Linked DNA regions of Mus musculus: all the other regions are linked to region 2. Evidence: chromatin contacts called from public HiChIP or PLAC-seq and promoter capture Hi-C data. All regions are on one chromosome and are shown on one strand. Each heading gives the region's core, a stretch centred on a gene start, on an enhancer-like site or on the middle of the called end of the contact. The rest is flanking DNA. Distances are from core to core; before and after follow the strand shown.

Region 1 (4,250 bases), core at 1,069-3,568, 1.4 Mb before region 2:
GAGAGAGAGAGAGAGAGAAGAGAAAAAAAAAGAAAGAAAAAAATGAAAGACAGACAGAAAGACATAGGACAGTAACTGAGGTAGAACACCACATTGAGAAAAGTGTGTTTTCAGTAGATACACCACCATATTTACACAACAACGTAAGGGAGCCACAGAACCAGACACAGAAGCTTCAGGGTAAGGGGGTGGTAGTACAGGAAGCAGCTGTGAGAACATCTGGCTTAACACATAAAGGATATCAAAGAATTCCCACGTTATAAAGCAGGTTGTTGTTGGGAGACAGGGGCTTCCTTGTAGCCCAGGTTAGAACCCCTTTCAACAACACCCTCCTGCCTCATCTGCTGGAGCTGAAACTCCACAACACCTGGAGTTGCTTGCTACCCTGCTTCCATCCTCCCAAAGTGGTGGTAGTTGTTTCTCTGGAGCCCATGTCAAAATAGGGGTATTAGTTTGTAGGAGCCACCACCAGTTTAATGCCAATAGAGTAACTGTACCTCAGGAAAAGGGTCACTGACCCCAGGGATGCCAGGAACAGAATGGCTGATGGGTGGCTATACAGAGTAACACCAGTAAATGGCACCAATCACAGCAGAGAAACCAGCACAGGTTTCTGACATGTCAAGGAAATTTTATGTGTACATCAGTGATGGCTGAGGGTCCTTCCCAGGACCTAGGACTAACTGAATGTGTTCTGCAGGAAAAGCATGCACTCTGCGGACAGAGGGATCTTGTCCTGACTCCAACTTGAGTTAACAGTTACAAGGCCACAGTGAGTCATTTAACATCGCCTTGCCTGTGGAAGGTATAATGTGTCCTTTGAGGAGTGACCCAGAGATGACAGAACAGAATAGCTCACTGCCCCTGATGAGAGGACAGAGCTTCAGTAAACAATTCCTTTAATAAATCTGATTAAACTAGCCAGCAAGGCAAAGAAAGGAATAGCCAAACCACCAAACTTAAATAACACACCTGAAAGAAATCAGAGAATTCACTCACTCTCCGACAATATTTGGTGATGGGGAAAAAAAAAAAAAAAAAAAAAAAAGCCCAACTTAGATACCACTCTTAGTTTTGAAATTGTCCCAGGATCTATTTCAGGATCTATTTTTAAGGAGTAAAAACACACGCTGAAATGTTTATTCATAAAAGACCAGCAACTCAGAACTGCTTCCTGTGTATTGCTCATAGGCTTAAGGCATGCAGTTAAGCAAACCACAGCACGAAGAATCAGCGTCATGGTCTAATAACGTGTAGACAAGAGGTCTGGCAATATTTATTAAATGATATTTTTAAAGTTTCTATTTCGGTTTCAAATTCACCAGCAAACCCAAATGCAAAAGCAAAAGACTCCTTAAGTGCTCTTAATCAAAATATTAAAATATACAGTAAACTTTCAGAATCAGCAATGAATGCTGGCAAAGACCAGATATACAGTTTGGTCAGACCCCTGTAAAAGACAACCTCTCTCCCTCTCACATTAGCATGCCAGCCATCACATCCTGATAAGCTGAAATATATAAAAGGTCACCACCGTCCGAGTTCGCGATATTGAAAGGGACTAATAATTACAATTCTGTCTTAAGGCAACTCCCTAGTAGGGCGCGGGTCTACAGCAGGTTATAATACTCACCTTTTTTTGGGGGGGGGGTGGATGGGAAAGGAGTAGAGAAAACAAAATCACCCACCACTGTCAGCCTTCTCTCAACTTTGAAAACGCAGAAAGAGATGCGGGGAGAAGACGAGAAAAAATAACCGCTTTCTCTAGTTCTAAACTTGCAAATATCCAAAATCCGTTATCACCCACCTTAAAAATAACCAAGCTTTGGGGACATAGTATCAGTCCAAAAACAACAACCTGAGGCTCCAGCAGCCCGTGGAGAACTTGGTGGAGATGGCGGGAGGCTGTGTGTGTGTGTGTGTGTGTGTGTGTGTGTGTGTGTGTGTGTGTGTGTGTGTGTTGGGGGGGGGGGCATTCTCTGCAGCTACCGTCCTCTAGACTCCCGGGTGGACGCACCCTCCGGCCGTCCCGGGCCTCGCAGAGCGCAGGGGAGCCCGCGTCCACACGGAGCCCCGCGCCCGGCCGCCCGCGTCCACACGGAGCCCAGCGCCCGCCACCCGCGTCCACACGGAGCCCTGACGCCCGCCGCCTGCGCTCGCCACCTACCTGGAGCCCGGCCGCCACCACCGCGCTACTGCTGGGCGCCCGGCTGCGGGTCGCGAACCGCTAGCTGGCTCCACCACACAAGACGGCGACCACACCCAGAGCCCTGCACGCCGGACGGGGCGGGGACCCGGGCGCGGCGCGCTGGGCGGGGGCGGGGGCGGGGGCGCGCGAGGCCGGGGAGAGGGTCTGGGAACGCGCCGAGAGAGCGGCGCGCGTGGCTCGGGTCGGGGCTGGCGGGAGCGAGCGCGGTCGGGGCGGGGGGCGCTTGCAGGGGCTCGGGGAACCCAGAACGCGCTTGGCCTGGGTGGAGGCTGATTGGCGCATGCAGGGCCAGGGTGCGTGTGTGTTGGGGAGGGGGCTGGCGGGGGCGCGCGCGTGGCCTGGGCCAGGGTGCAGGGGGTGGGCGCTGGCAAGGCGTGCAGCTTCTGCGGCTTTGGGAAGCGGAAAGCGCATCCCCTGCAGTTTCGATTTATCAGTGTGCCCCTGGACGCGCCGTCTAAGCTGAGTGCCTGACTTCTTCACGCCTGGGCCTGGCCTAGGCTGCTCTGCTCTGGCGGGCTGCAGGGTTGAGCCAGGAGAGCCACAGATGCAGTCTGCAATTACTGGGCTCTAAAATCTGAAGTCAATCCAGCCAAGCAGCCGTCGGTGGATGCCCGAGGTTCACTGGGAACACGAAGCTAGTGATACTGCCCTCCTCCCCACCCCCAACACCAGAACGTGCTGTAAACATTCCTGAACAAACCTATGCTCGCACAGAGCCTGCCCTCTTGACTGTCAGCTCTCGGAAGTTACTCTGTGGTCACTGATGACTGGAAGGCCTTCTCCCAGCACCCTGCCAGGTCTCTGCTCTTTAAACACTAGTGCACCTCAGTGCATCTCAAGCGACTTTGTTCGCATTTCTCCGGCGTTTTATACTGAACATGTTATAAACTAAATGTCTCCCTCCAATTTGTTTCTTCTGCAGGGGCATTGCTCCTCTCCCCACCCCCATCTTTCTTCGGAGTTAATTCCACTTTGACAGACGGTTGCTATAGCATTCTCTTTCTGACGTCAAACAATTTAAAGAAACAGAGCTGGGTAAAAGAGGCTTGCAGAGCTGTAGAAGGGTTTAAAGAATATCAGGAGAGCTTGGCACCCCCGCGGCCTTCCATTCTTCCTTATCAGCTGCTCCATATCAACCTGGAATAAAAGCCACTCATACCTACCGGCAAGGAGGCCAAACAGCAGTCTGAATGTGACTGGGGAGAAGATCTGCTCTGTGTAAAAGCCACCCCACCACAGATGTGAAAACACCAAGATACCAGGATGATGAAGTGGTTTCTCCCCAAAGTTTTGCTTTCCCTAATTAAATACTAGAAGAAAATGAAGAAGTACCAGACTTACACGTCAAAGAGTCAGGATGGTAGGTTGCAGCCGGAGTGGTCTAATTTTTGATGGCATCTTTCAGTAATAAGTCCTAAACTAGAAGGTTGGAGACAAGGGGAAGCCGGTACTTAGGGAGGACATGCATTTCTAAGGCTCCCTGCCTCAGCCTGCCTCTGTCATTTATCCCCATTTCACAGACTAGCAAACTGAGGCCCACTAGGATTCTGCTTGTTTCATGAAGTCACATAACATGGCACCTGACTAGACCAACTCAGATACTTATTTTCCTTTGTTGTGATTTCCTCCCTCATAATCCTGTGCACAAGCATGTCCCATATGGCAGGATTCTGAGAAATACTCTACTGTCAACTGTATATTGAAAGACAAGCACCTGGGGAAACTTAGTGGAAAGCCCTGGGGTACTGAATCTATTCTGGAGATGATCGGGGAAGCAGACATCCATAGCTCCAAAACATGAACTGCAGAGCCCGAAAAGATTGATGGTCTTTGATGATCTGTGAAAATTTGATGCGGACAGAAATCCTGGCTGAATAGTCCAAATACTTAAAAGAAGTAAAAAGTATTCATCACCCAAAAAAACCCACTTCATATTATATCATATTGTATTTGTTTTGTTGCCTGTCTCTTAGTTTTCTAAAAAGAACCCCTACTTTTAAAGAACAAGCCTGTGTACTGTGTGTTGGAAAGCAGAGTCAGT
Region 2 (3,792 bases), core at 692-3,191:
GGTTTGAGACAGGGTCTATGTATCTCTAGTTGTCCTGATATATAGTAGTCCAGGCTGGCCCTGAATTCAGAGTTCCTCTTGCCTTTGTCTTCTGAGAACTCGAATTGATGGTGTTCACTACAACACCGGGCACCTACCCCAGAAGTGTTACTTTTAACAGCTAAAAGAGAATTTGACTCAGCTAACAGTGGAGTTTTTTGTTTGTTTGTTTTGAGACAGGGTCTCACATAGCTAGACTGACCTGGAACTTGTAGCTGAGGATAACCTTGGACTCCTGATCCTCTTGTATTCTCCACAAAATTACAGGCATGGGCCTTCAAATGAGAAATAAATAAAGGGCTAAAGAAGATAGTGCTGTGTGTAGCTCCGGGACCTTGTTTCAGTCCTCTGCATCTGACCCTCAAACATACTAATAAACCCATATCAGCAGTACAGTGCGGTTGCTTATGCAGTGTAATACTGTGACAAAAAATGGACACCTAGTCATACCTGCTGTACCATGAATCTTGAAAGAATATTCTAAATGAGAGAAGCCAATCACAGAAGCTCTCACATCACGATCCCACTCATATGTGAGATCGAGCTAGGCAAATCTCTACATAGAAAACACATGGGCAGTTTCCTAGAATCCAGGGAATTCAGGAGAATTGGGGAACAGCAACAAGCACAAGTGCTTTTTATTTTTACTTATTTATTGTTGTTTGTGATGAAAATGTTTTATACTGATCCTGGTGATAGACGCTGAACTGTACATTTTTAAAAGGGCTAATCTTGTATAAAGAAAATGTACTTTATACAAACCAGGTTGCTAGGGGCCAGGAGCTCACACCAGTAAAGCCAGCACTCTGGAGGCTAAGACAAGAGAATGGGAGGTAAATCGAAGGCCATCTTGGACTGCTTAGTGAGACTTGTCTCAGAGTAACAGGTAACCGTGGGGGAACTGAGCCTGTTAGCCCAACTGGCACCTGGAGGTGGGAGGCAGGGTGGTCAATTTGAGCTCCAAATAAAGGAAAGACAAATACATCATGCGTCGCTGAAAAGTTATGTAAAGATGCACATACAAATGAATTCTTTTAAGTACTATTTCCAAAAGCCTTGCTTTCAGAAGTTGGCATTAACTTATCAAACTAAGTATGAGTGCCACAAAGCTTCTAGAACTGGTGGCGTTTCTGGTAAAGTCACACAACACAAAACCCAATAGGTTCTTGGATCCTCTTTGCAAAACTTCCCACGTGTAACCTATCAGGGGTGGGAGGAATACACTTTCCCATTGTTTAAAATTTTTTAAAAGTAATGCCAGCACTCCGATGGCCAGAGGCAGAAGCAGTTCTGTGGGTTCAAGGCCACCCAGGGGTAGAGAACTGTGTCTCAAACAGGATCCCCCCACAAAATTAGCCTAGGTTTCCCGAGCCTTTAATAACGTATTAAGGTAACCGTGCTCGGTCGGTGACAGGTGAGTGAGCTGCCTTCGCGCGAGGCGAGGCCTGAGAACTGCGTGAGGCTCGGGGGAAGCCCCGAGTCCCGGGTTCGTCCTGGGAAAGGCTCTTCAAGGGGACGGCCCGAGGCTCCAGAGGGAAGGCTCCATGAGGGCAAACCTGAGAGTGTCGGCCGGCCATGCGCTCTGGCCGAGCCCGAGCGCCCGCCAGGCCGCGCTTCCTGACGGGAAGAGCCCGTAGGGAGCGTCGCCGGCCGCGCGGATCCTGGGGCGAGGGTGGCGCGCCGGGCGGGTCCGCCTCACTCATTGTGCGCGAGGCGGGCCGCGCGGGCGTGGGCGTGGGCGGACCGGCCTGCCGCTGGGTAGCCGCCCAAGGACCCGCGCAGAGCGGCGCCGCTAGCGGAGAGCCCGGGAGCGGGCCGGGAGCGTCCCGCCCTCCCGCCCGCCCGCCCCTCCCCCGCGACGCTCGCCCCTCCCCCCTCCTCCCCTCGCGTTGGAAAGTTTCTAGAATCTCTTCCCAGCAGCCTTTGCGGTTCCAACATGGCGGAGCTGACGGTGGAGGTTCGCGGCTCCAACGGGGCTTTCTACAAGGTACGGGCCGCGGGGCGGCCGGGGATGGGAGCTGGGCACTGGGAGCGGGGTCAAGGGGCGCCGGGGACCCCGGGGGCCGAGGAGAGGTGTCAGGTGGTGGCGGGGGAGGCAGCTGGGCCGTGCTGCTGGCCTCTGCCCTCGGCGCGGTTTAACGGTCTCGGGGCCCAGGCTCCGTTATGTTTGGAAACAAGGCGGCGGGTGCTGGCTTGCCTCCTGTCCCGGAGCGTCCTGGGTCGAGGCCTCCGGGACGCGGGCGGGCGGGCGGGCTGGAGCGGCGGGCTGTGGTGCGGGCGCGCCGCCGAGGCCTGGCGGGGTGGGGGGCGCGGACGGGCGGACTGAGGGACGGACTGAGGCGGGCAGCTCACTGCGACCCCGCGGCGGCGGCCGGGCCCGCCAGGCTCCTCTCCGCCCGCCCGCCCTCCCGCCCGCGGCATGAATGGCTGACTCCCCGGCCTACCCCGGCTTGTGCTGCCCCGGGGGCCCTGCGAACCCACGGCGCCCGCCCGCCCGCGTGGAAACCCGGACGGGCGGCGGGCCCTGGTGGCCGCGGCCTGGGGAGCGGGCGGCCCCTTCGCCCCTCGGCCCGGGAGAAATGCGAATTCCGAAGGAAGGGTTCAAAGGTGACCCGAGGCCAGGCGGCAGGTGGGAGGGACGCGTGTCTTCCCAGCCCCTGGGAAGGTGGGTTTTTTGTTTTTTGTTTTTGCTTTTTAAGTCCTCTTCCACGAGGTTCTTTTTGTTTCCTTTGAGAAGAGGCCATGCATTGCCGTGGAGGCTGGCCTCGGAGACAGAGGGAGGATTCTAGAGTGGAGGAATTTGTAAGGCGCTTGCTTCTATTGGAAAAGGGGGAGGGGGCACCAAGCAGAACACGAAGGCTGAACAGTTTTTCCATAGTAACGGCCCCTTCTCCTTATTTTTTTTTCTCCCCAAAGTGTGCGAGAATCTTAACAAATCAACACAAAACCTTCTCAGCTGTTGTCTGTCAGTCATTCTCCAAGCCAGCATCTCAGATGTTTGAGAGTCTTGGCTATTTTTATGAAGGCTCTCTTCTAGTACATGAGTATTGTATGTACTTAAAATGGTTTCTCACAGGTTTTCATTTCAATGGCTCCTTTATTCCAGAGGATTTTATTTGGTATTAACGATTTCCTAATTTTTCAGTGTTTTGCTTTTCCCTTTCTAGCTTGCTTATTAGCTGTATGGAGGTGATTTGTCACGTGGTAATAATATAGGCAGTAGCTCATTGACAAAGAATGATAAGTATACTTTTTTAAATTTTGTTTTGTAAATTTTGATTGTAAAATCTCTGGTGGCCAACTAAGTAGTAAGAGTGAGTGTTAAAGCCTTTAGTATCACCTATTAGTGTGTAACTGGCTTCGTTAGTGTTCCAGGTTTAAAACATGATGTCACATAAATGATTCAAGCAATATTTGAGTAGATACTTCTTACTGAAACCTAGTGGTTACCATCTCTGCAAGATTGTAGATAAGGTGAGCTGGGCCACAAGGACTGGACTTAAGACTACTTTTCCTGCCTAGATAAAGTTCGTTAGTGTGTATCACTCCCTACCTACCCTGTGGAAAAGGCTCAGGAATCTCTGATTCTCAGCACACATTTTAGGTAACACAGATTATGCAGGCTTTCCTTGCACATTGAAAAGTGATTGTTTCAACAAATTCTTCATCGTGTAGATAATAGGGAACCATTTCTTTGACTGAATTTTATGTCAATCTGTAGTACAACATAATCAGTTTGACTTCTGTAAAGTT
Region 3 (3,913 bases), core at 1,377-3,876, 1.2 Mb before region 2:
AGGCCATAGGTGGGACCTGAAGTCATTGCAGACCCCAGACTAGTTGTCCTTGCTTCAGTAAGCCTCTTTGACTCTGGTGTGTTCTACAAATATCTCTTCCGGTCATTTGTTTTGTTTTGAGATGGATTCTCTTTGGAGCTCAGAGTGGCTTGGAATTCACTGTGTAGCTAATGCTGGCCTTGAATTTATGGTATCTTCAACCTCTAACTGCTGGGATTCCAGGTGTGCAATACTACTGGTTCACAGTCCATCACTTTAGTCTGTGTTGTTCTATGAGAAGGGTTGGTATGCAATGCAGTAACCTAGCAATAGCCTTCAACTTCTGTACTGACTATTGAACCTGAGATGTTTTTATAACGGAATTAGTTAATTCTTGTTATGTGTGTGTGTGTTGCTACTTTGTGTATGTAGCAGTCAGAAGACAACTTTACAGAGTTGATTCTGTTTCTACCTTTATGTGGGTTCGGGGCACTGAACTTGGGTCATTAGGCTTAAGCAGCATGCACCTTTACCGCTGAGCAATCAATCTCACTGTACCCAATAAATAGATTGAAATAGGGTATCGGGCTCAAGGCTATAATCTCAGCTACTGGGAACACCGAGGCAGGTGCGTGGCAAGTTCAAGGCCAGTCTGGACAACACAGTTTTAAAAGGTGTGGGGACATAGCTCAGAGGCAGAGTATTTGAATTATTGTTTCCCCAATAGTAGCAAGCTCTCGGTTTCAATCAGACAAGCAAAGGGAAACAAAACTATTGGAACCACATAGAAAAGTAAAGGATGGTAAGGAGTCCCCTTGACTTCATGCTTTCTGTTTCTCTCAACAATCTTGACAATTATATAGCTTGCACATTTTCTAAGAGACATATGGGGGCCAAAAGGCATGCACACAAGTGTGTATAGGACCCTCTCAAGGACTGGAAGGAAGGCCCACCAGGACACAGTAGCTGGCCAACCTCACGCACATTCCTGGCTTTCACGCACAGAATTACTTTCTGTTTCCATCTAGTAATGTGGCTGATGACAGTGCAGAGTGACCTCATTGCTTTTAGAGGTGCTCTACAGTAACTGCTTCCCAGTGAGGGATCTTTTCTTAGCTCCCAGTGTCCTGTTATATACCATGCTCCAACAAGTAGCCTACCAAGATGGAATTTAAATGTGGTGTAAGTATCACCCAGGATACCCCTTGGAAAACAATATATACATATAAAATTAAGATCAGTGTTACTAAATTTCCTTCCAGAATGCACAGGCCTGAAATCCAGCAGTGGGGAACCAAATGGGGGTGATGGGTTGGACTGGGGCAGGGGGATCACCAGGAGTCAACATCAACTTGGGATTCAAAGTGACAAAAATAAAAGTAAACACCCTTTCAGAGATGTGCAGTTTTTGTTCCCACCAACAATGTGTTTGAGGGTGTTTCTCAAGCCTGGACTAATTTGATAGATCTTTTATCAGCTGCCAGATGAGAAACAAATCTCACCGATTTGACTTTTTGTTTAATTCGAGATTGGATATTAAGCTTTCAACATTTTAAATCAACTTTCTTTCTGTAGCCAGTTTGTGAACAGGCAGAGATCCTACTAGATAGGGAGGAAGCCAAGTGTAATGTGTGTAATTCTTTGCTCTGAAGCAATGTGAGGCAGAGACATTTAGTGACATCACCAGCGACTTTCAGGATAGTCTTATCTGGAGAGACTTACAGAATGCTTTGGATCTGCACCTTCTCGCTGTCACGAAGAGCTATGCCCTGGTAGTAGGATACACATAGTTAGGGAACCTCAGTGGAATAGCCGATGTAGGATGGGTGGGTATTTACTTATTTATTTTAAAGACAGCATCTCATGTAGCTAAGCCAAGGCTAATTTTGAGCTCCTGTACCTGTTTCCACCTCCTCATTCCATGGGTTATTTATTTATTTACTTTTTTTTTTTTAAGAAGATGATAGACATGAGAGTATACGTCACGAACACGCTCTATTTGCATATTATTAAGCCCCCCCCCCCATTATTTTATTTTGAAGAATCCACAAGCAAGGGCAGAACATGAATCCTCAAATCAGGCTACCGAATGTTCGAGAAGGGCCTTGAGTCATAGGACGGCATTGTAAAGATGGAGAAAAATAGACATCCTTATCTGGTTGTGTGGGGGAGGGGGTAGAATTCCTACAGTCTACCCTTGCAACATATAGGGAAACATACCTCTTCCTTCTCCAGGCCTCGATGGAGTCTAGTATCTTTTACAGAGCTTTGCATGTTTAAAAAAAGTGAGAAGTAAGAATCTAAGAGAAGGCGACTCCTGAGTCCCACCCACCCCTTTCCGATCTATGGGGAGGTCGCGCTGTGCACCGCTTTTTTGTGCGGGCTTCCCAGGACCTGATCCTGGGCAGTTGGGGATTACATCCCCGAGGGGCCATGGCGGGTCGGGAGGCGTGCGTGGGGACCCGGGGCCTCCCTGGTTCCCACTCCTGCGTCCCCGCCCTCGCGGCATCCCCCTCCCCGGCGCTGCGGCTGGCGCGCGCCCCGCCTGACGCTGCAGCTGGGCCGGCGACTCGCCATTGGATTAAAAATAGCAGCTCCCGCCCGCCGGCCGGCCGGGGCAGAGGCCGAGCCTCCCGAGCCTAAACTGATCCTCAGCCCGCGCGACCGCCGCGTCCAGGTCCTGTTCTCCCGCTGCGCCGCGCTCCTCCCCAGGCCCGCTGCGCTCCGCGGTCATGCAGCGCCGGGGCGCCCTGTTCAGCGTGCCGGGCGGCGGCGGGAAGATGGCTGCAGGGGACCTGGGCGAGCTGCTGGTGCCTCATATGCCCACGATCCGCGTGCCCAGGTCGGGGGACCGCGTCTACAAGAACGAGTGCGCCTTCTCCTACGACTCCCCGGTAAGGAAGATCCACGGCGCAGTTGCGCAGCCAGCCTGGGAAACGGGGTGGCGCACAGGGCAGGGGACCCGATGAGCTGCGGGCCCGGGACTTTTTCCTCCTCCTGCTGCCTCTCCTCCAGCTTTGGCTCCCTGGCACCAAGTGAGCGCCTCCAGGCTGCTGCGGACGAAGACTGGGTTCCCTGGGCCCTTCGCTCCGCTAGCCTGTGGCTAGGATGCCAGGGCCCCAGTCGTCAGTATTCTGCCCAAAGCCCCAGTATCGAGAAAGGCAAGCAAGAGTTAGTCCAGGGTTCTGAGCTGTTCTCGCGGGCGACAGAGGGTGGGGACGTGGTAGGTGAGAGTCCCCTAGCCCGCGGCACGCTCAGTCTCTCTCTCTCTCTCTCTCTCTCTCTCTCTCTCTCTCTCTCTCTCTCTCTCTCTCCTTTCTCTCCCTCTCCTAGAAGCCTTTTTTTTTTTTTTTTTTTTTTTTTTTTGCCCAGGGTTTCCCACTGCGGGACAATGCTGATGGACTCTGAGCTCGCCTCTCTCTCCATTTCCCATCCCATTCCTTTCTGGCTATTGTCAGGTCCGGTGGTCCCATTAGGGCAGCAGAAATAAGGGGTCTGCCGCTGGCTTATTATGGCTCCCTAAAGCCTTACTCAAATCTTTCCCTTCTAAGTGAGTCACTGGGCTGACGTGCGCTATGTGAATTATTAAAAGTTCACTCCTGATTCGTGACCCCGCAGGAGGAGGGGAAGTTAAGAGACATCCTGGCCTTCCACCAGGGAGGCTGGGGGAGGTTTCCAACCCGGTGGGTTGTGAGGTTGTGGAAGCTTGCGAGGCAGAGGCAGGGTGAAATGCCCCCTACAGTAGTCAAAATGGGCTTCAAAGTGACTCAGCTGTCTGGCGGCTATCTGCCTTTTTGAGGACCAGGTTATTTTTATCCTTCCACTTTGGATCTCATATGTCACCCAGCAGATCTTGGGGCATCGTGAGGTGCATGGGTTGGAGGGAGAGACAGGTTTCACAGAGGTTGTACAACATATATAGTTATTAGGGGCT
Region 4 (4,378 bases), core at 220-2,719, 1.5 Mb before region 2:
GTCTCAAAAAGAAAAAAATCATTTTAAAAAATCTGGCCTGGGAGGCAAAGGCATTGGATCTCTGTGAGTCCAAGGCTAACTTGTTCTACATAGTGAGTTCCAGGACCCAGGACTGTCTATATAAAATGACACTGTCTCCAAAAAACAACCCAAAACAAAAATCTTCAAATTTAGGCAGAGTGAGAGCACAGATCTGAATTCTAGCACTTGGGAGGCTGTGACAGCGGGTTTGTGAGTTCTTTTTGTTGTTGTTTTGTTTTGTTTTGTTTTTTGTTGTTGTTTGTTTGTTTGTTTGTTTTTTTTGGAGACAGGGTTTCTCTGTATAGCTCTGGTTGTCTTGGAACTCACTTTGTAGATCAGGCTGGCCTCAAACTCAGAAATCTGCCTGTCTCTGCCTCTCGAGTGCTGGGATTAAAGGTGTGTGCCACCACGCCCAGCTCATGCTTGTTTTTTTAACTCATCCATTTTAGCACTGTCCTTCCTATGTGTCTTGGACAGTTTTTCTCCAGATATTCCCAGTAACAGTCCTGAAATGACCTGAGAAATGACATCCTTTCAGAAAACACATACCTCTTTGGCTCCACCTTGCTCATTTTTCTTCACTCTATCCTCTTGTCCTGATCTCCCCCCCCCCCCATAATAGCAGTCATAGTCTGAAATGATCTCATTCACTGTATTTATCCAACTTTTTTATCCAACTTTTATTTTTATTTATCCAACTTTTGCAGGTGCCCATCAATGTTTTAAGCACTTTACACCCTAACCCATTTACTTTCCCACAATTCATGAAGTAGGCATTTTTAGTATTTTATAGATGAGGTAGCTGCCATTCATATGGATAAAGGGGCTTCCCTGGCAAAAGCATCTCATTTGCTAACTCTGTAAAGAACCTCTCAGGACACATGCTGTGAAACCTCTCTTGGAAGGTGGAACATGTAGAGTCCTTGGGCTTCACCCTCGATCAATCAATCAATGGTTTAACAAGATTCCCAGGTGATTCCTAACAAAGTTTAAATCATGAACAATTAATTTTCTTGAGTAATACCTCTTACAGTAAGTAGACACACACAGCTCACTCCAGTAACCCCAGAAAACCAATCAAGACCAGAGCAATTGGAAAAGTCAAAGTTTTGACGACCCCCCCCCCCCCCCCCGCATGATAAACATCTATGTGGTTTTGGGGTACTTCTCCCCCTACACCCTCAGATAACCATGGACATCTTTTCACACTTGGCGCCTTTGAGCTTTGAAAACTCTGAAGGGAAAAACCAAGGGGAGGAGTTGGAAGGTGGAACAGAAAACAGCCCAGTGGTTAATAAGAACTCCTGCCCAAAACAAACCTCGCCTTCAGCCCTGAAGGAAAATGGCGCCCGCAATATATGCAGTTCTGGTCTCGAAGCGTCAGCCAATAGGAGATCCGAAGCGCCGGAAGTAGCCGCCCCTAGCCCCTCCTCTGGGCACCTCCCCTCTTTCGGGAGGATGAGACAGCCAGGGGGCTGTGGCGGAGCTGTGGTTGCTGGGTGACAGTGGGGAGCAGGGACGGAGTGAGTGTCCGCTGGCGGGTGGCGACGTCCGGGGTGACCTTCGAGCTCCGGACCGGCGCAGCGCGAGCGCCCTGACGGGCCGGGGCGGCGGGCCGGGCAAGGGCGACGGGCGGCCAGCCTGAGGGAAGGCCCTGTCCAGGTAGGAATCCACCCGGCTGGGCAGGCTCTCGGCCCACGCGGCTTCCTCTCCCCACGCACCTCCTCCGCGCCGTCAGTTCAGGATTCCGGAGGGAGCCACCCTCCTGGTGGCCACGGCGCTTCTTTTCACGCACACCAGCGTTAGCGTGTGCTTGTCTTTGGTGGCTTTTCATAGGAGCTTCCAGGTAGAACGTCTTTTACTTTAAATTCAACATTCCTTTAAGTTTGGGGACTTTGGCTTGAAGCCTTCCTTCATGCCTTCTTTAAGTCTTGACTCCGTAATTGTGACGAAAGCTGCTACCTTCTTGGTGTCTGTACTGCATTAAGACTTGGGCATTCTTTTATTTTCTTCGCTAACTGGGAAACTTAGTTTAGCTAAACTAGTTTCATCTTCACTCGAGGAAAATAAATTAGGGATTACAACCAAGATTTTTGTTACTAGCTTTTACCGATTTTACATTTATTTACATATCTACTCTTCCAGGATTGAAGATTGAGCCCCTCCCAGGTCTCCCATGCTAGGCAAATGCCATTGTATCCCTAAACCGGTTTCTAAACTGAGTGTCACTGAGAGACCCAGGCAAGCCTTGATCTCACTCTGTTGCCTCTTGTAGACTTGAATTTTCAGCTTTTCCTGTGTGACACTCCTGAGTAACTGAATTACAGGTAACATGACAGGAGGCAAATTTCTCTTTTTTTAATGGGAGATCACTCGAGAGTAATCTTTGGTTTCTGACTAACATGGTTTCTGTAAATAAATAAATAATACTAAAAAGTATTTTATCTATTTGGCCAGGTTAATTTTTTGCTATTAGGAAATTGAGGCATGAACTAGCAGGTATCAGACTAAGCATGATTTTAAATGTTTGCTCTGTTTTTAGATTTTTTAATGTGTATGTTTTTCTTCCATATACGGATGCATGTTTCACCACAGTTTCTGCGCAGTGCCCTTGAGGTCAGAATAGGGCATAAGATCCCCTGGAACTGGAGTTACAGGTGGTTGTGAGCTACCAATTTAAGTCCTTCTGAAGAGCAACAAGTGTTTTAAAGCACTGAGACATCTGCCTAGCCCTGGAGGCATGCACATTTCATTTCTTCTTTCTTCTTCTTCTTCTTCTTCTTCTTCTTCTTCTTCTTCTTCTTCTTCTTCTTCTTCTTCTTCTTCTTTTGTTTTTGTTTTTGTTTTTTATTTGTTTGATTTTGAGACAGGGTTTCCCTGTGTGTCCCTGACTGTCCTGGAACTTGCTCTGTAGACCAGGCTGGTCTTGAACTCACAGACATCCAGCTGTCTTTGAGTGCTGGGACTATGCGCCACCACTGCCCTGTTTTCATATGGTTTTTAAAATTATATTTAACTTATATGTGGAAGCGGTAGACTTTCACAGTTGGTGTTTGGAGGCAGAGAACAACTTGCTGGAGTTGGTTCTCTCCTTCAACCACTTGGTTTCTGGAGGATTGAACTTAGTCTCCTCCACCTGAACTGTTTTGAGAGATTTTGAGTTTTTCGTTTTGAACAAGGTTTACCAAGGCTGGCCTGCTTCAGCCTCCTCCTGGCTGGGATCACAGGTGTGTAACACCACACCTTTATCATTCAGCTTTTTTTTTTTTTTTTAAATGTGTACGGGTATTTTGATTGCATATATATGCAACCAAATTTTGGTGTACCATGTGTGTACCTGTGTCTGTGGAGGCCAGAGGAGGACATCAGAACCCCTGGAACTTGAGTCTTAAGACAGTTGTGAACTGCCATGTGGGTGCTGGGAATAGAACTGGGTCCTCTAGAAGAGCAGCCAGTTCTCTTTAACTGCTGAATCACGTCTTCAAGCCCCTCATTGTTAAGTTTAAGTAGAGCTTTGGAGATGAGGAAAGCCCTGCTATGTCGCATTGTCCAGGTAAAACTGGACTTCCTGGTGTGAGTGCACCCCCTGCCTCAGCCTGCCCCAGTAGCTGAGACTCCAGGCATTTGTCATCCACAGGCTAATTATTGCTTTTCTTTTTTTTCTTTTTTTTTTTTTTTCTTTTTTTGGTTTTTCGAGACAGGGTTTCTCTGTATAGCCCTGGCTGTCCTGGAACTCACTCTGTAGACCAGACTGGCCTCGAACTCAGAAATCCGCCTGCCTCTGCCTCCCAAGGGCTGGGATTAAAGGCATGCGCCACCACGCCCGGCTTAATTATTGCTTTTCTAACCTTTTTCTCAACCTAGGTGCATAATGGCAGAAACGGTATCTCCACTGAAGCACTTTGTGCTGGCAAAGAAAGCCATCACTGCAATCTTCGGCCAGTTACTGGAGTTTGTTACTGAGGGCTCACATTTTGTTGAAGGTGGGTACCTCTTAAACTAGTAAGGTTACTGTTGAAAGTGTACGCAGGTGCTTTATTATTTCCACTTCAGTTTTTTATTTTACCCTTTTGAGATCAGACTTGCCTTGAAATGGCTGTGTAGCTTCCAATGGCTTTAAACTCTGTTCCACTTGCCTCTGCATCCACACAGGTATGTGACCTGCTCAGGCTTAGTTGTGGAATTCACATTGTTCTGCATTCTGGGAACTATGCCATAGTGAGTGAAAACAATTTCACAGTTAAGAAAAGAGTAAGGTACTAGTCTGAGTGTTTTACAGTAGTAAAAATTCCTTTACTACTCCTAAGACTAGTTAGTAGGTAAGTGAAAGGCACTGTGAAGGCAAAGCAGCTTGCTC
Region 5 (3,753 bases), core at 143-2,642, 1.3 Mb before region 2:
TTGAATTTTGACCTCTGTCCAACAGTGCAGAAAAAGAGCATAAATCCAGGGATCTTGAAAAATGTGACAACTGTCAATGACTGGCTACTATGGGTTAAGGGTATATTTTGACTATTACTCTAATAATGTTTCTGTTGTCCTGGGGAAATGATGGAAAATCAAGTGTATACCTGCAACATTAAAAAAGAAACGGCAATGTGTTCTATGAATGCATAACTGGTTTTACTGTCTTCAAAATATTTTGCCTCTTTTCTGAGTGATAGGTATTCATTTTTTACAAAACACACACACACACACACACACACACACATACTGAAATAATTTCATTAACAAATTTAAGGTTTATGTATCTGAATGTTTTCCCTGCATATATGTGCACCATGTGTGTGCCTGATACCGTCAGAGGTCAAGGAAGGCATCAGATCAAGATAATGGAAGACGAAATCATTTATTCAAGTTTGCCACCCTGATCAAATTACAACTCTGCAAGGTTTTAAAAAGCTAATTTGCAAAGTTAGTGTAATAATATAGAAGAGACTGCTTCCTTCAATTAATCTGCTCTCTACTATTTCTAAAACTCGGCTCCCTGTTGGCAAGTGTCAGTGAAGAGTAAGCTGTCATTCTCACACTCGCAGACGCAGCTTCTGTTGCCGTAGCTACGCTCATCACTTAACATCTGCCGGACAATCTGTGTACAAAGACGCCGAGGGAAGCCTTCCGTTCACAGCTCAGGACTCCTCGGAAACCTCCCTCCCAACCGACCCAGCCCCAGGACACTGCGAGTCCGAGGAAGCACCGAGCAGCGGATGCTCCCACCGCCCGCGGCGACAGAACGCAGGAGGACTAGTGCGCCAGGATAGGCGACTGCAAGGTCACGCTCTCTGCCTCCGCGGTGGCCTGTCTAGAGCTCTGTTGCATCCTGCAAGAAGCGCCCAAAGGCGGAGGCAGTCATTTCTTCTCTCACCACTTACCCCGAGTGAGCAGCGTCCTTGGGATTTACTAGGGAACAAGCTGCCTTCAGGAACGCTGAGGCTCTTCTACAAATACCCACTAGACTGGTCGCAGCCATGTTTCTAATGGAGACCCACAGTGTCGGTGTCCACGAGGTCACTTCCGCTGGCGGCGTGAGGCAAGTGAAGCAAACAGGAACAGGCTTTGCCCTTACTAAACATGGCCGCTCCCACGGCTCTCGCTTCAATCTCCCAAGTCTGCCATAGAGTTTACAGGGCTCTCTTTGGGCGCCCCACCTACAATGTCGTCACTTTTGTCCGCCAGCGCCTGCCTGTGAAGCTCGCAGGAACGGGCCGCTGCCCTCACTCAATATGGCCTCCTCTAGCGTTCGCCCTCACTGGTGGATTGTCCCTCCCGGCTCCCTTAGCCCTCCCCACTTCCTTCCGTGGCCGGTGTAGCCATGGCGGCCATGAGCCTGCTGCAGCGGGCTTCGGTCTCCGCGCTGACAGCGCTGTCTTGCCGCCGCGCTGGTCCTAGACTCGGAGTCGGAAGTTTTCTCACGCGGAGCTTTCCGAAGACTGTCGGTGGGTGGCGGCCTCGGAGACGCGGGTGAGAGGTGGGAGGGCTGTTTCCAGGTGACCTTGGGGACCTCCGAGGGAGAGAGCGGGGACAAAGTCGGCCTGGGGCTCTCGTGTGAAGAGCTGCTGCAGATCGGATGGCCTTGTTTAAGCTCAGCGTTTGCGAAGCGCCTTGCCACGCCATGCTGGGCGCTGCTCCCTCGCTGCCAGGCTAGGCAGGCATGGAGCTGCTGCCCGCGTCTCCAAGGGCAACTGCACACACTTCGTTGTTGAGACAGGGTCTCGGGGATCCGAGGCTGCACTTGTCCCGGCTCCCGAGGGCTGGGATTGCAGGCTTGCACTGCGTCGCTGGGCTCAGGGCAGAATCAGGGTGCGTGGCACCTGCAGCTGGTTCCAACCCGCAGATAGGAAGTTGCTGAGAAGCGCACTGAAGTGAAGGCTGTCATGGTGTTCCTAGGCACGAGTGTAAAAAGGCTCCAGGTGACAGGCCCGTTAGGCACGGTAATAACTGTGTCCGTGGACCTCACAACATCATAGAAGGCCACGAAAATATTTTATGTTTGTTTTTTTTTTTAAAAGACTAGTGCGAGTGAATGTGTAAAGTTGGGTTCAGCCCAGATTGTATCTGCTGTATGTTAATGCAGTCATGCTTTTCATATGACCTGCGGGTCGCGACCCCTTCATAGGGGTCACCTAAGACCGTAGGAAAACACAGATGTTCACATTGTGACCCATAACAGTAGCAAGATTACAGTTATGGAGTAGCAGTGAAAATAATTTTATAGTTGGAGGTCACAACACAAAGAACTGCATTAAAGGGTTGCAGCATTAGGAAGGTTGAGAACCACTGTTCTCTTAGAAAGGAGCCTAAGAGGGGTAAAGAGCTCAGGTCTCAGGACAGTCATAGAGAGGGCCTTGGTTAGAGATATACAATTTGCCTTGTCTAATATAGAGAAAGACACACACACAAATTGCCCTAAAGCCTATTATATTGAGGCAGTATGCATAGGGACCTTCTGGAACATGCTGGAAAGGATCAGTGCATTTAAAATACCCAGCAGGAATTTACACTGAAGGCAGACTCCATGTGCTGACACTTCTTGGTCATATCCTTTTGACATCACTTTTTTATTGTAAATATCCTCAGATACACAAGTAGAGATCCCTTGAACCCTTCCCCAGAAGTGCTGACTGTAGTCTAGCTGAGCTGAGCTGAGACTCCGTGGTCCCTCTCTTCCTGGACTATTTCTCACTCCTGCAGTTCCGAGAGAACCACGGGGAGCCGATGTCCTGTCCAGAGAGAACAGGGAGGGCCTACTCGAGGCTGTTCCAAGAGCGACTGTTTGACTGTCGCAGCTTTCACTGGCTTATGAGTCTGCCATTGCTCCCTGAAGGTTTTCCTCTCTTCCACCAGTTCCTTGGGCAGCCCAACAAGATGGCTAGGCCCCTCTCCCATCTTCTTTTTCTGGAGCTGGGCTGCCGAGATTCAAATCTTGGCTGCAGAATTTAAGAGCTCTATGACCTTGAGTCAACGCCTACTGGGAGCTAAAGTGGAAGGCACTTGGTCATGATCTTCATTTCCTTTTCCGGAAGATGACCATCTGATTGACGGAGATACCTTACAGAGTAGTTGTGAAGCCCTTTGAGTAGGAGACATTTTTAGCACCATGCACCTAAATTAGAAAATACACACAGCATTAAATTTACCCTTTATTTTATTTGCTTATTTCTTTGGTACTGCTGATGAAATACAAGTGCTTGCTTATTCTAGCCAGGTGAGGTCTTTCCTCTGGGCTACATCCCTAACCCTTCTTTTTGTCTTTACTCTTTAAAATTTTGAGTCAGAGTGTCATTGAGTTGCCCAAGCTGATCTTGAATAGACTCTGCATTGCGGGCTGGTTCTAACCTTCAATGCTCCTGCCACAGTCTTCCAAGAAGCTGGTAGGTTGTTGCTGAGCGTCTGAGAGGTGGAATTCCGGTCCAAGATCTTGTCATTGAAGAGGCCCTTGCAGGGCATCAGCCTCTCTTCTCTGCTTCCCAGTCACTAGAAGGTGGCAGTTTGTTCTAACACATACTTCCATCATGCTTTGCCACAGGCCCAAAGCAGCAAATCCTCCAACTTGCCGTGGCAGAAAACACTGAATCTCTTTCCATTCTAAAGCTAATATCCACAGATATTTCTCAGGGTAGAGGAGAGTGGATCAACAGATCTGTGATCACAGTA
Region 6 (3,827 bases), core at 938-3,437, 1.3 Mb before region 2:
ATAGAGCATACATACAGAAGCATTAACAAAGGGGCTAGCAAGAAGCCTTGGTGTGCAAAAGCACTGAGAAGCCGAATGCATGAGTTCAGTCGCCATGCCCAACATGGTGGGAGAGAATTGGCTTCCCAAGTGGTCCTCTCACCTTCACATATGAGCCATGACATGTGAGCCTTCGTATGCACATACAGTCACACACAAACACACACATGTATATACACACATATACACACAAACAGACACACATGCATATGCACAGTTTTTCAAGAGAATTCTTGAAGACAGAGTTTTCAACACTATTAAATATCAAAAGACACTGACAGACACTTGTAGAATATTCCATCCAACACTTGGAAATGCGTATTCTTCTCAAAAGCCTATGGAACTTTCCCTTAAATAGAATATGTGTGTGTGAGTGTGTGTGTGTGTGTGTGTGTGTGTGCATTAACAAATAAAAACTGAAATAATTTCTTGTATCTTATCAGGTAATAATGAAATAAATTAGAAATATGGAGATTGAACAGTATACTTTTTGTTGTTTTCAGACAGGACCTTACTATGTCCCCCCTAGAATCCACTCTGTAGACCAGGCTGGTCTTGATCTCACAGAGATCTGCCCACTTCTGTCTCCCAAGAGTGGTGCTCCACTGTTCCTGGCAACAATACACTTTTCAATGATCAAAATGTGCCATTGAAGAAGTTAGGGAGTATGATGGTTTAAATATGTCTAGCCCAGGGAGTGGCACTATTTGGAGGTGTGGCCTTGTTGGAATAGGTGTGCCACTGTGGACTTGGCTTTAAAACCCTCATCCTAGCTGCCAGGAAGTCTGCCTTCTCCTAGGGGCCTTCAGATGAATATGCAGAACTCTCAGCTCCTCCTGCACCATGTCTGCCTGGACACTGCCATGCTACCACTTGGATGATAATGGACTGAACCTCTGAACCTGTAAGCCAACCCCAATTAAATGTTGTCTTTTATAAGACTTGCCTTGGTCATGGTATCTGTTCACAGCAATAAAACCCTAAACTAAGGCAAAAATATAACTACCAAAACAAGAAGGAATATTAAAAACTGTAAGGGAAATAGAACTAGTCACATATAAAAACAGGCCCATTAGAGCAATGTCTGACTTTTCAAGGGAGACTCTGTGTAGTACAACAAATTTAAGCTTATCCCTGTCTGACTTACAAATAACTGAGACTCAGACTATGGTTATTTTATTTGGCTTTGATAATTAACCCTTAATCTACTTTTCTAACTGCTGGCCTGACTACCTTCCCAGCAGCATTTCCCAAATACTTGCTCTTCCTCCTGGCTATGTGCTCATGGCACCTCTCCTCTCAGGGTGCCTTCTCTTCTCCCTATGGTCTCTCTCTGCCTCACTCCTCCACTCCCAACCAGGTAACTCAAAAGCCATCTACCTCTAGTCCCTCCAGTAATTGGCTGTAGCCAATTTTACATAACCAACAATTTTAAAATAAGGATCAAAGTTTGCATAACAAAAGCTTGTAAACATGAGAATTCACTCATTGGCCCAGGCTTTAAGTATAGAATTTAGCATTACAATACAATAGAGCAGACCTCAACCCTGTAAAATACAAAAGGGCCAGGAGTGGTGTTCTATAAGCTTTGAAACACTGCAGTTGCCAACCCAGACTACTATATCCAACAAAATCATCATTTACAATGGACCTGTACAGAACATGTCACATAAACACTAAAGAATATACTTTCTTCTCAGCAACTCATGGGACTTTTTGTGAATTTGACCACATATTAGGACACAAAGCAAATCTTAACAGATTTAAGGAAATTGGAATAACACCCTGCATCCTATTTGACCACCATGTACAGAACATGTCACACAAACACTAAAAAATATACTTTCTTCTCAGCAACTCATGGGGCTTTCTGTGAATTTGACCACATATTAGGACACAAAGCAAATCTTAACAGATTTAAGGAAATTGGAATAACACCCTGCATCCTATTTGACCACCATGGATTGAAGTGGGATATAAACAACAGAAAGCATACAAAATCGTGGAAACTGAGGAACTCACTACTGAACGAATTGGGTCACGAGGGAATTAACAACTTTTTAGAACTGAATGGAAACAAAAGCATACCACGCCCAAACCCTCAGGACACAATGAAAGCAGCACTGGGAGGCAAGTCATTACGATTACATACTGACCTTAAAAAAAAAAAGCCAGGTGGGGTGATGGTGCAGGTATGCCTTTAATTACAGTGCTTAGGAGACAGAGAGGCAGCTGGATCTCTGTGTGTTCCAGCCTAGTCTATATAGATAGTTCTAGGACAGCTAAGCTCTGTCTTGAAACAAAATAAAACACCTCCAAACCCCAAAATCCTAAACCAACAACAACAACTACAAAACAAACAAACCCAAACCAGCACCAGCACCACCCAAACCTGAAGAAACTTAACAACACACGTGAAAGGCCTAGGAAACCAAGAAGAAATAATGGCCGAAAAGAATAGGTGAGAAATAATAATCAAACTTGGGGCTGAAATTAATGAAAGAAATAGAAACAAAAAACAATACAAAGAATTAATGCATCGGAGAATTGATTCTTTGAGAAAGTAAAAAAAAAAAAATTGGCAAAGCTTTAGCCAAGTTTACCAAAGGATAGAGAGAAGATCCAGATTAATAAAATTACAGATGAAAGGGGAGACATTACAAAAGAATACCAAGAAAACTCAGAGAGGTATATGGATATACCTAAAAATAATCTGTATTCCACTAAATTGGAAAGCCTGAAAGAAATGGATGAATTTCTTTACATATACAACTTACCAAAATTAAGTGGGGATGAAATCAACACTATAAACAGACCTGTAATCTCCTATTGAAACAAAAGCATTAATTAAAAAGTTCCCAATCAAAAGAAAAGACAAGACCCAGGGCCCATGGATTCAGTATAGAATTCTTCCAGACCTTCAAAGAAGAATTAATACCAATACTCCTTAAATTATCCCACAAAATAGAAAGTGAAAAAATATTGCCTAAATCTTTTTATGAAGCCACAATTACTCTGTAAACCATACAGAGACCCAACAAAGAAAGAAAATTACAGATCAGTTTACCTTATGGACATAGATGCAAAAATTCTCAATAAACTGCAAACCTAATCAAAGAAAGATTATTCACCATGATCAAGTGGGCTTCATCTTAGAGATGCAGGGATGGTTCAACATATGAATATCAATAGATGAAATGAATCACACAAGCAGCCTGAACGGCAAAAACGCAGGATTATATCATTAGATTCAGAAAGGATGTTGATACAATGCAACATCCATTCTTGATAAAAAGTCCTGGAGGGATTAGGGATACAAGGGACATACTTTACCATAATAACGACAATTTTCAGCACGCCCATAGACAACATCAACCGGAATAGCAAGAAAAACAAGTATTTCCACTAAAATCAGGACTAAGATAAGAATGTCTGTTTTCTCTATACCTATTTACTATACTTTTTGAAGACTTAGCCAGAGCAATAAGACAACTGGAGGAGATTATGGGGATACAAATAGGAAAGGAAGAAAGTGTTTTTATTTACAAATGATCTGATTTTATGCATGAAAGAACCTAAGAATTCCAGTAGGAAACATCTATTGCTGATAAACACTTTCAATAAAGTAGCAGCCTACAGTAAAATAAACACACAAAAATCAGCTTTCTTATGTACAAGTGGCAAACAGATTGAGAAAGAAATCATGGAAACAGCACCTTTCACAATAGCTTCAAACAATGAAAAGGTCTTGGGGTAGCTCTAAGCAAATGAAAGAGTCATACAATAAA
Region 7 (4,123 bases), core at 932-3,431, 1.5 Mb before region 2:
CCCTTGATCACTAATTGAGAAAATGCCTTACAGTTGGATCTCATGGAGGCATTTCCTCAACTGAAGCTCCTTTCTCTGTGATAACTCCAGCTGTGTCAAGTGGACACAAAACTAGCCAGTACAATTCTGTTCTACTATCTATTGTATAACACACATTTCTGTGATCAGGAAAAATTTAAGCTATGACACACCTGTATCAAAAACTTGGGAGGATGGTGGTTAAATATTCCTGTAAAATGTTATCCTAGGGCTTTCAAGATTTTACATAGCTGCACATCTTGCCAGGGAGGGGGAAAGGGGAGCCCTGAAAACAATGATGCATGCTGTCTAAATACCATGACATAGTCTCTCCCCCCTCCCCTTCTAGTGACGCAGGCAAGAGGAGAATTAAGTCAAACTCAAGGGCAAGCCTGAGAAACCCTATAACTGACAGTGATCGCATGGCTCCCCCTTGTGTCCTCTACTAGATTCACAGCGAGAAACCCGTAGCCGCCGGCAGCATCTTTATAAATTCAACAGTCTTCAATCAATCAGGCCCCAATTCCCTATTTTGTACCCGATGCTAAGTATACTAGGAATAAAGAAGGTCTGCGAACCCTCTCTTACTCCTTTTGGGTTACACTGGTGTGCCTGAATATTCATGTCTAAGAGGAGAATGCCTACAGATTATGAGGTCACCAAACTGAATCTCACAAAAAGGCGCTGTCTCTCCAAAGCGCACAGCTGGACTTCCCCAGGCGTGGTGATGGGGTTGGGGGAGGGTGTCAGTGACAACCGGCTGAATACCAGGTGATTGACAGCAAGAACAGGGCGCTGGGCTGGTGAGACACACGAACCGTGGCTGGGACTTTGCAAGTGACTTTGGATATAAGTTACCCCACTCGATTTAGCTATTCACGTACAATTAGTTGAACCTTAAGGGCTTTAGTTACAAAACCGAGAAACACTCACAAATTGTACTGAAACCTCTTTAACTCTCACCCAGATTAGGGGGTTGGGGTGGGGCAGCTCAGTGGATGAGAGCTAGGATTATATTTAAAAATGTTTTAAAATATATATATTTTATTTTTATCTGTATGAGTGTTTTGCCTGAATGTATGTCTGTGCACCACTTGTGTTCCTGGCGCCCATGGAAGCCAGAAGGCTTCAGGCGACCTAGAACTGGATTTACACGTGAGCTCAGACGTGAACCTCATTGTGGGTGTTGGGAATAAAACCTGAATCCCCTAGTGGAAGAGCCAGTTTTCTTAACAGCTGAGCCATCTCTCCAGCCCCTGGACTCCATTCTTAACACTGAAGGAGGAGCGAGAAAGAAAACACACAGCCGCACTCTGGACTGTTGCTTGTAACGCTGAGGGCTCACACCTCAGCACTCACCCTGCCAAGCACAGACAACCACCGAAATCTACTGTCAGCCCGAGGGATAATTCAAAAACAATGTTCACAGTTATTTATGCTCATCTAATTTAATCCTTTGCTTATTGACGGTCAAGGTACGAAAAGGATTTAAATGACAGAATGCAATCCTTTGTGATAACCTCGGTTCACTCCATCAGGTCTTCTTTTTAGGATTTATTTATTTTTGTATTTAGGTGGGGGGATGGGGAGGTGTGTATGCCTGCGGAGGCTTCACATCCCTTGCTGTTGAGTTACAGTAAAGGCGTTTGTGAACTATCATGTGCATGCTTTCTCTAGAAGAGAAATAAAACTCTCTTAACTGGGGGGAGCCATTTTTTCAGCTCTCCCTTCTCTAACTCCACCTCCAATCTCCCAAGACTTCAAGAACCCAGGGTGTGGTCTGAGGACCCATCTCGAGTCACATCGCGTTTTTTCTCGGCCCTGGACTTATCTAGCCCGGATGTTGGGATTTGAGGACAACCACCATGCGTGAAACACTAATGATCCTGAAGACCCTGAGGATCGATCACTGCGGCCTTCCAGGAAACCGATGAGTGGGACAGCGCTGACCTCAGGGGGGAAGGTGGCACGGCCCGGATGTGCCCGTAGGGGACGCTAGACAGCACTGCTAGTCTCTCCTTGTCCTGCTGTTAGGCCCCGCCCTTAGCATGAAGCCACGCCCCCTCCATGCTCAGGCCACGCCCTCATCCTTAGGGTTCCCGCCCCCCGTCCCCCATCTTTACTCTCGCGGCCCGCTGTGGCGCATGCGCGGGGTGACGGGGTGAGTGCTGCTGGGCCTGGCGGGCAGGGAAGGGCAGGGCCGGGGAGGGCGCGGGCGGCTGGGCAGGGCGCGGGCGGTGGCCCGGCAGCCCCCTCCGTCCCATCATCCGGGCGTGTCTCGCCGGAGCTGCGCTGCTACGTGAGGTGAGGGCCGGCCTCCGGGGCCTGCGTGCCAAGCGAGGGCCGCGGGGCGAGCGGGGCCTGCCCGGCCCGGTGCGTGTCGGCCGCTCGGGTGGACTCGGCGGCGGGGGGGCCTATGCCGGCCTGCAGGAGGCTGCTCCCGCGGGAGACGCTGGAGTCCAGCGGGGACCCGGCCCTGAGTCCTCACGGACAGAGGCTCCCAGGAGAGGCCAATCAGACCAGCGCTCTTCGAATTCCTGTAATCTGTGACAGGGACTTGTGTAGCCTAGGCTAGCCGGAAAGGCGTGTGCCACCACGCCGGGCTTCAATTAGAACGGGAAAATTCTCTTTCTGTTTGAAAATGTACGTGCTTATTGCGTGTATGCATGCGCACGTGTGCCATGGCGCAAGTGTAGAGGTCAGAGGACAACTTTCCAAGAGGCTGTTCTTCCCACCTTGCGGGTTCCAGGGAAGACACCCAGGTCGTCTGGCTTAGCTGTAAGCGCCTTCTGAGCCCTGGAAATATTTTTTGTTTGTTTGTTTTAATGGAGGTGAAAAAATAAAGTGTTATAAACGTCTTCAAAACGCAACGACCCAGTCTCAAAAAATTCGGTGCTGGGTGCTGGAGAGAACACCCAGTTGGAGTAGGTTCATGATTGCCTCCAGATCAGACACCATCTCGGACTACACATGCGCGCGAAAACAGCCTTTTAAAAATATGTCTTGGTGCGGGGCAGTGGTGGCGCACACCTTTAAACCCAGCACTTGGGAGGCAGAGGCAGACGGATTTCTGAGTTCAAGGCCAGCCTGATCTACAGAGTGAGTTCCAGGACAGCTGGGCTACACAGAGAAACTCTGTCTCGAAAAAAACAAACAAAAAAAGTGTCTAGGCATTGTGTGAAGACATCCGAGGTTTCATGAGAAACCTTTGAAAAGGTTTGTCTATGGGAAGCACTATTAAGTGTTGTGAAGGTTCCAGGTGCCAAGATGCCTCTGTGTGGGTGATGTGTTTGTTTTGTTTTTAGGACACAAGAGACTTTATGTGTAATCTTGCCTCAGCCTCCTGAGTGCTGGGATGTCAGCTGTGAGCCACTGAGCTCTGCTGTTGATGTGGAAGAGGGCAGTTGGGCCTTTTTAAAATGGGATTTTTTTTTCTGTCTTCAATGTTATCTCAAAAAGTGGAGAGCAAGCCAGTAGTGTTGTATGCCTTTAACAACAAATTGCCTAACCCCAAACATAAATATAAATTCAGAATTAGCACATCCCGTCTATTAATTTTTTTTTCAAACACTATGTACTTCTGGCTGGCCAGGAACTCACTGTGTAGACCAGACTGGTCAAGAACTCAGAGACATCCTCCGTCTCTACCGCCTGAGGGCTGGGGATAAAGGTGTAGGTCTCAATACTCAGTTTCTCCAGACAGGGTTTCTCTGTGTAGCCCTGGCTGTCCTGGAACTTGCTTTGTAGACCAGGCTGGCCTCAAACTCGGAGATCTGCCTGCCCCTGCCTCCCAAGTGCTGGCACTGAAGACATGTGCCACCACTTTAGGCTTAAATTTTTTTTAAATGATAAATTATAAACTATGGATATATCACCACGATATTATCTTTTTTTTTTCCTGAGTGAATGGATTTTAGGTGATTAAATTTCAAATGTCCTGGTTTTCTACAGTGACACCTGTGTATAATTGGGGAAGGATACGTTTCAGATAGTTAACAGTCTTTTTAAAAGGATAACTAGTGAGCATGAGTTTTTATGGTTCACATTTCATTAAGAAGTCAAATTTCTCAAGCTGACAAGATGGCCAGCTCATTTCCCAGTGAGT

The links. Promoter capture Hi-C pulls out the DNA fragments that hold promoters and counts their contacts. HiChIP or PLAC-seq counts read pairs in DNA pulled down with a chosen protein or histone mark. Capture Hi-C pulls out chosen DNA fragments and counts their contacts.
Region 1: a contact with region 2 is called in a promoter capture Hi-C map of pre-B cells. The contact joins the promoter of Gnb4 here to the promoter of Fxr1 in region 2. A contact is called at or near these places in 3 of 39 promoter capture datasets (hippocampal neurons, liver and pre-B cells) and 1 of 9 other capture datasets (adipose tissue).
Region 3: a contact with region 2 is called in a promoter capture Hi-C map of hippocampal neurons, with 2.1 times the contacts expected there. The contact joins the promoter of Usp13 here to the promoter of Fxr1 in region 2. A contact is called at or near these places in 3 of 39 promoter capture datasets (cranial neural crest, embryonic stem cells and hippocampal neurons), 1 of 484 Hi-C or Micro-C datasets (uterus) and 1 of 115 datasets of contacts at active chromatin or transcription factors (extraembryonic endoderm stem cells).
Region 4: an H3K27ac HiChIP or PLAC-seq map of microglia shows a contact between it and region 2, with 8 times the contacts expected there. The contact joins the promoter of Mfn1 here to the promoter of Fxr1 in region 2. A contact is called at or near these places in 6 of 39 promoter capture datasets (cranial neural crest, erythroid cells, hippocampal neurons and 2 more), 2 of 484 Hi-C or Micro-C datasets (B cells and CD8 T cells), 2 of 115 datasets of contacts at active chromatin or transcription factors (embryonic stem cells and microglia) and 2 of 9 other capture datasets (adipose tissue and liver).
Region 5: a contact with region 2 is called in a promoter capture Hi-C map of adipose tissue, with 7 times the contacts expected there. The contact joins the promoter of Ndufb5 here to the promoter of Fxr1 in region 2. A contact is called at or near these places in 9 of 39 promoter capture datasets (3T3-L1-derived adipocytes, the C10 cell line, embryonic stem cells and 5 more), 6 of 484 Hi-C or Micro-C datasets (CD4 T cells, CD8 T cells, muscle stem cells and 3 more), 2 of 115 datasets of contacts at active chromatin or transcription factors (astrocytes and embryonic stem cells) and 2 of 9 other capture datasets (adipose tissue and liver).
Region 6: a contact with region 2 is called in an H3K27ac HiChIP or PLAC-seq map of embryonic stem cells, with 2.5 times the contacts expected there. The contact joins the enhancer-like site here to the promoter of Fxr1 in region 2. A contact is called at or near these places in 5 of 39 promoter capture datasets (the C10 cell line, embryonic stem cells, hippocampal neurons and 2 more), 2 of 115 datasets of contacts at active chromatin or transcription factors (both in embryonic stem cells) and 2 of 9 other capture datasets (adipose tissue and liver).
Region 7: a contact with region 2 is called in a promoter capture Hi-C map of liver, with 4 times the contacts expected there. The contact joins the promoter of Zfp639 here to the promoter of Fxr1 in region 2. A contact is called at or near these places in 6 of 39 promoter capture datasets (cranial neural crest, hematopoietic stem and progenitor cells, hippocampal neurons and 2 more), 1 of 484 Hi-C or Micro-C datasets (CD8 T cells), 2 of 115 datasets of contacts at active chromatin or transcription factors (astrocytes and microglia) and 2 of 9 other capture datasets (adipose tissue and liver).

What each region holds. Positions count from the first base shown.
Region 1 is chr3:32,614,272-32,618,521 of GRCm38.p6, forward strand. Gnb4 (guanine nucleotide binding protein (G protein), beta 4) reads right to left here and starts at 2,319. Exons shown (of 10, transcript NM_013531.5): 1 at 2,168-2,319. Gm52622 (a long non-coding RNA gene) reads left to right here and starts at 2,340. Exons shown (of 2, transcript XR_003954599.1): 1 at 2,340-3,006; 2 at 3,132-4,213.
Region 2 is chr3:34,018,138-34,021,929 of GRCm38.p6, forward strand. It overlaps Fxr1 (fragile X mental retardation gene 1, autosomal homolog), which reads left to right and starts at 1,942. Exons shown (of 17, transcript NM_001113188.1): 1 at 1,942-2,026. The coding sequence starts at 1,976.
Region 3 is chr3:32,815,000-32,818,912 of GRCm38.p6, forward strand. It overlaps Usp13 (ubiquitin specific peptidase 13 (isopeptidase T-3)), which reads left to right and starts at 2,627. Exons shown (of 21, transcript NM_001013024.2): 1 at 2,627-2,873. The coding sequence starts at 2,712.
Region 4 is chr3:32,528,013-32,532,390 of GRCm38.p6, forward strand. Mfn1 (mitofusin 1) reads left to right here and starts at 1,470. Exons shown (of 18, transcript NM_024200.4): 1 at 1,470-1,683; 2 at 3,886-4,004. The coding sequence starts at 3,893.
Region 5 is chr3:32,735,671-32,739,423 of GRCm38.p6, forward strand. Ndufb5 (NADH:ubiquinone oxidoreductase subunit B5) reads left to right here and starts at 1,393. Exons shown (of 6, transcript NM_025316.2): 1 at 1,393-1,535. The coding sequence starts at 1,412. Mrpl47 (mitochondrial ribosomal protein L47) reads right to left here and starts at 1,085. Exons shown (of 7, transcript NM_029017.2): 1 at 972-1,085. The coding sequence starts at 1,069.
Region 6 is chr3:32,757,249-32,761,075 of GRCm38.p6, forward strand. No RefSeq gene overlaps it. Among named protein-coding and RNA genes, the nearest start is that of Ndufb5, 22 kb to the left of the region's middle. Within about 2 kb of position 2,188, at least 6 of the 459 cell types and tissues checked have an H3K27ac peak or open chromatin away from gene starts, as enhancers often do. A contact at or near this core is called in embryonic stem cells, where this site is marked.
Region 7 is chr3:32,508,411-32,512,533 of GRCm38.p6, forward strand. Zfp639 (zinc finger protein 639) reads left to right here and starts at 2,182. Exons shown (of 7, transcript NM_144519.4): 1 at 2,182-2,322.